2 separate regions of the Macaca mulatta genome follow, and region 1 is linked to region 2. A link is a contact called in public Hi-C data. All regions are on one chromosome and are shown on one strand. Each heading gives the region's core, a stretch centred on a gene start, on an enhancer-like site or on the middle of the called end of the contact. The rest is flanking DNA. Distances are from core to core; before and after follow the strand shown. Region 1 holds the start of DENR (density regulated re-initiation and release factor). Region 2 holds the start of ZCCHC8 (zinc finger CCHC-type containing 8).

Region 1 (2,727 bases), core at 191-2,690, 260 kb before region 2:
GTCTCGGCCTCCCAAAGTGCTGGGATTACAGGCGTGAGCCACCACGCCCGGCCACCATCAAGCTTTTTCTACATAGTCGTTCGCTTTGTCTGGGACGCCCTTCCCCACCTTCTCATCCAGTTCTTGCCATCCTTAACTCAGGATCTTCCAAGAAGCCCTCCTTTGATAGCTAGACTAGCGTACACCTTGAGGACCTGCAGGCTGAAATAACCTAGCTGCACATCTCTATTCCAAACGGACTGTAAGCTTCTTCAGTCAGAGTAGCCAGACACAAATCACTCAGATTGGGAAGCTGTTAATTCATGCCTCCTCCTCCCCAGCACTCCTCTCCCCCAGCACAAATTCACCAAATGAAAAAGATGGGGGAAAAAACTTAGTACCACCAAATGTCAAACTATTATTATAATGCATAAAAATATAGTGAGTAAAAGTCATTCTGTGGCTACCAACACTTGCCTCCACAATAAAGGACTCGAAGTGGGTAATCGGCATCTAACTTGGCACTGTTCCTTGAGTCTCCTTTGCAATCAGCCCCGCTGGATTCCGAAATGTCAGCAGCCATTTCACAAACCTGTAAGCAAGGAAAATAACACACCCTCACTATTTTAGAATGAAGACCCCAGAAGAACAGCATTCCTCTCAACAGAAATCCCCCCAACCCGAAGCTGTTTCAATTTTGTTGTTGAGTGGGGGACACAAGCTGCATTCGATTCATAAAATATAAGCAATCCCAGGCACAAGATCTCCTTGGTCCACAGACCTACAGGGAAGGAAGCAGCAAATGGACCATGAAGGATGGGGCAGAGGCACTCACTAGTAAAAAAGAGGAAGCAATGGGGAAGGAAAGATGGGGTGAGTACCCTAGGCAGACACGGAGCAAAAAGGTCTAAGGGTGGTCTGGGAGGGATGCAAACTGCACTAAGAGAGAAGGGCTACAAAGGTGCCGAATGCAGAGGCTGGAAATGCCAAGGAACGAGGGGTGGGTCATCAGAGGAGCCCGGGGTGCACGGTGTGGGGGCAGCTAAACGCCACGGGAAGGGCCTGGGGACTCTAAAAAGGGCATGGGAGGGGGCGGGGTGACCAGAGCCTAAGGAGGATGTGAACAGAAAACGAGGACAGAATGTAAGAGCACTGAGGGGACAAGGGCGACCAGGTCTGAGGCGAAGGAGCAACCCCGGGGACGCCAGAAGGGGCCCTTGTGGGCGGGGGTGTGGAGACGCCCGGCCCGGCCCCCTTCCGCCAGGCAGCATCTCAGCTTCCCCCACACTCTCTACGAGCTTCTGGGGAGCGGGAGAAGCACTTGGTGTCGTTACCCAGGCGGTCGCACAGGCCCCGCCGGCTCCGCTCCCGCCGCTATCGCCAGCTGAACCGACACATGCAACTCGCCTCCCCGGCCACGGCCGCCCGAAAGCCAGTCCGCCAGCAGCGCTCCCGCGAGACAATGAGCCTTTATCGCGAGACTCCGACCGCCGCTGGGCGGATGTCGCGAGAAGCCGGAAGACGGGGGCGGAGAAAAATTGGGGATCATGCGCCTTGCGCTCCAGGGCGGGGGCGTGGCCAAGCGGCCAAGAGGCGGGCCGCCGGTAGGCGGTGCTAGTCACCCGTTGGAGAGGATGAATCCTCGAGACGGGTGCGCCGAGGGGAGCGCGACCTGTAACGGCAGAGAGTGCACGTGAGTCAGAAATGACTCCCTATTAATGGGCCGGAGGATCATCGCCCCGGTGTCTGCGGTGTATCCTGGAGTTCTGACTAACCTCCAACTACTGCATAAATCACTCCTGTGCGGGGAGATTGCAGCCGGATAGAGCTTTTGGTTGCATTTTAACACCATACACTAAATTAAAGGAATGTTTTCTCCCTCCCTCACTTCCTTCCTCCCTTCCACCCTCCCTTCCTTCTTTCCTTCCTCTCTTCCTTTCTCTCTGCGGGATAGAGCGTGTGGTTGCATTTTAACACCATACACTAAATTAAAGGAATTCTTTCTTTCCTCCTTTTCTCTCTCTCTTTCTTTTCTTTCTCTTTCTTCTTTTTCTTTCTTTCTGTCTCTGTCTCTCTCTCTCTCTTCCCCTTCCCTCCCTCCTTTTCTTCCTTCTTTCCTTACTTCCTCCCTCCCTCCCTTCCTTTCTTCATCCTTTATGTGTTGACAGCGTCTCACTGTCACCTAGGCTGGATGGAGTGCAGTTGCACAAACACGGCTCACTGCAGCCTCGACCTTCCAAGTAGTTGGAACCACAAGCTATTCTCCTGCCTCAGCCTCCTGAGTAGTTGGGATTACAGGCATGCGCCACCATGCCCGGCTAATTTTGTATTTTTAGTAGAGACGGGGTTTCTGCATGTTGATCAGGCTGGTCTCAATCTCCCGACTTCAGGTGATCCGCCAGCCTCGACCTCCTAAGTGATCGGATTACAGGCATGAGCCACCGCACCCAGCCCAGGGGAAACTCTTGAAAAGATAATATCAATGCTATCTATGTGTCTTTCATTGCCCACAGTCTCACTGACTAAAGATAATTTTTTATCACCTTTGTGTTTACCTATCTTATAGGTGTTCTAAATTGGAGTTAATCTACCCTATCTCAGACTTTCTCAGGAGGCTGAAGCCTGGTAGACTTAACCACGTACCTTGTGTCTCGTTTCGTCTTGAGAAAATCCCTTCCTATTCAGCCTGAGTCCCGTTTGTGAAATGGGAATAACACTGCAATATCGGGAGAACCCACTCCCGATGTT
Region 2 (3,127 bases), core at 445-2,944:
TAATCCCAGTATTTAGGGAGGCAGAGGCAGGAGGATAGCTTTAGCTCAGAAGTTCAAGACCTGCCTGGGCAATACAGGGAGATCCCGTTGTCCACAACAAAAAAATGTAAAATGTGTAAATGACTTCCCGATGTTGTGAATGGAGAGAGGCTTCCTTAAGGGCCTTTGAGTACTGCCCTAGTAGTGTTCCAGCCTCATCTTGCTCCACTCTCCCTTTTCACTCAACATGGTGGTTCTTATACCTAAGACTCTTCCTTCCATCCTCCCATGTGCCCACCCCTAACTTTGCCCATTCACTGACTTCCTCACTTCACTGACTCCCACAGACCAGAGTGTTTGTTAAATATTCATAACTTCCTGTGTTTTTCACCTTTTTTTCTTATTTTATTTATTTTTTGAGACAGAGTCTTGCTCTGTCTCCCAGGCTGGAGTGCAGTGGCACGATTTCGGCTCACTGCAACCTCTGCCTCCTGGGCTCAAGCGATTCTCCTGCCTCAGCTTTGTGAATAGCTGGGATTACAGGCGTGCGCCACTACACCTGGCTAATTTTTGTATTTTTAGTAGAGACAGGGTTTCTTTATGTCGTCTCGAGACGTCGTGCTCGTCTTGAGCTTCTGACCTCGTGATCCGCCTGCCTCGGCCTCCCAAAGTGCTGGGATTACAGATATGAGCCACCACGCCCGGCCCACATTTCTTTATGTGATGAATATCCATCAACATCCATCTCGACCCAAGAACATTTATAATTATGGGGTTTTTGTTGCTTTTTGTGGACTACAGCCTTTGTGAGAGGAGGAATTACTCTATTGTGGTTACTCTTGCATACTCAAGTCCTAGACAAGTGCCTGGCCCATTGATGGTGTAAATAAATAATGTGATTGAATGAACAAGTGATTGAACAAGAGAAACCACAGAAAGCCTCAACAGACTAAAATAGTCGAATCTAGCTAATCTTACATTAAAAACGAAGCAAGCTCAATAAACTAACTTGTATCTACAACAGTCATCTCTGTAGCAAAGCTGGAGTTTCTTATTCTCTTGTATATTTATTTTTATTCAGTTCCCTTTCAGGCTATGGAGTTCCTTATTCTCTGGTGTGGCATGCACACCAGAATCTGTGAGGAAGCTATGCGTCGTGCTCTGATTTTTCAGCCTTAGTTACCTAATAGGAACATCTCATACTGGTTTTTGTTTTTCTTTTTCTTTTTGAGACAGGGTCTTGCTTTGTCGCCCAAGCTGGTGTGCAATGGCGCCATCTGGGCTCAATGCATCCTCGACCCCTTGGGTTCAAGGGACCCTCCCGCCTCAGCCTGCCGAGCACCTGAGACTACAATCGCCCAGCTAATTTTTATATTTTTTGTAGTGTCTGGGTCTCGCTCTGTTGCCCAGGGTGGTCTCCAACTCCTGGGCTCACGTGATCCTCCCGCCTCGGCCTCCCGAATGGTTGGGATTACAGGCGTGAACCACCGCCCCCTGGCCCCATATTGCTTTAGCGCATTCTGACCTACTCCGGCTTTCTTCGCGTTTCAAAAAGCACCAATCCCAGGATGCAATGCAGACAATGAGTGCCAGTCGCTTAGAAACCACACGTCCCAGCATGCCATATTCCGGGCAATCGCTAGCCCCGATAGGCCCCGCTGCATTCTGGGAGTTGTAGTCTCTAGCGACTGGCCCCGCCCCGTGTGCAGCTTTCGCGGCCTGCGTCTGGACAAAACCCTAGCGGGTGGCTCCGCGCGGCCAGAGCTCTGGAGAGTGGTGGCGCCTTCCAACCTTCGTCCCCCAGCCCTGGTGGCCGGCTCCGCCTCTTCTCGAATCTTTTCCACAGCCCAAAATGGCGGCGGAGGTGTATTTTGGCGATCTAGAGCTGTTCGAGCCGTTCGACCACCCAGAGGAGTCGATTCTGAAGCCCGTTCACACTCGCTTCAAGGACGAGGACGGCGACGAGGAGGACGAAAATGGGGTCGGCGACGCGGAGCTACGGGAGCGGCTTCGGCAGTGCGAGGAGACCATCGAGCAGCTCCGCGCCGAGAATATCCTTCCCGCTCGCTGGGCCCTGTCACCCGGGCGTGGGGCCGGGGCAGCGCCGGGAGAGGGTGAGGGCGCGGGCGGAAATTCCAGGAGGGCCAGAATTCCAAGTGATTTCTGTCACCCGCCGGCGGGCCGAGAGTCTAGGGTTTGGGGCGCGCAGGCTGCCCCGGCGCCTCGGCGCAGACCTCTTCCCCTCAGGGAGGCCGTCTCCTGACCAGACCCACTCTTGCCTCCCACCCGGGTTTAGGGTTATTTTAGGCTGCTCACCTGACAGATTGTACACAGGCCCCTGCTTGCCCGCCTCTTTTTGAGGTCGTGATAAGGTTTCATATTTTGCAGCCACGCTCAAGTTGTGCCGTCATGTTATAGTTGTAGGTGATGAAATACCGGCTGCTTAGACGCGGGATCAGTTTTTATACCGGGGCAAACGCTAGTGGTCCCAGAATGCAGAGTTGGGGACCTCAAGGAATCCGGGTGTGCTGAGATAATTGGTTAATTGCTTGATTTAAATTGGGGATTAATTTTAGAGTTCTTCCAGTCGGAGCTCGCTTCTGTGCTGAAGATGCTTTGCAGCACCTTGGGAAAAAGCGCCAAAGAAGTTTCTGTTAGACTTGAGTTACAAGATTGCAGATTTTTCTTGATTTGCTAGTATGTTTTTTTACGTTCTTAGGAGTTTTATAGGTAGATAGATAACTTTGGTTCGGGTAGTTTTCCTTTTAAAATTTGTAGGGAGAACTGAAGGTGACTGGTATGTTAGCTTTTTTGGAGGGACGGGATGGGGGAATGGGGTCTCACTATGTCGCCCAGGCTGGAGTGCAGTGGCACGATCTCGGCTCACTGCAACCTCCGCCTCCCGGGTTCAAGCGATTCTCCTGCCTCAGCCTCCCGAATAGCTGGGATTACAGGCGCCCGCCACCACGCCCAGCCAGGATATCAGCTTTTGAGGTTTTTGAAGCCTGATTTATTTTTTCAGAATGTCATCTTCCTCCACATTGTGAGGAAAATTTTCGAAATACAAAAATTGAAGCCGGGCACGGTGGCTCACGCCTGTAATCCCAGCACTTTGGGAGGCCGAGGCGGGCTGATCACAAGGTCAGAA

What was found. A called contact is a pair of places that touch in the nucleus more often than the background predicts.
Region 1: a contact with region 2 is called in a Hi-C map of fetal cortex germinal zone, with 2.5 times the contacts expected there. The contact joins the promoter of DENR here to the promoter of ZCCHC8 in region 2. A contact is called at or near these places in 2 of 14 Hi-C or Micro-C datasets (fetal cortex germinal zone and fetal cortical plate).

What each region holds. Positions count from the first base shown.
Region 1 is chr11:130,135,349-130,138,075 of T2T-MMU8v2.0, reverse strand. DENR (density regulated re-initiation and release factor) reads right to left here and starts at 1,440. Exons shown (of 8, transcript XM_015151759.3): 1 at 1,314-1,440; 2 at 457-571. The coding sequence starts at 562.
Region 2 is chr11:129,872,547-129,875,673 of T2T-MMU8v2.0, reverse strand. ZCCHC8 (zinc finger CCHC-type containing 8) reads left to right here and starts at 1,694. Exons shown (of 11, transcript XM_077955615.1): 1 at 1,694-2,030.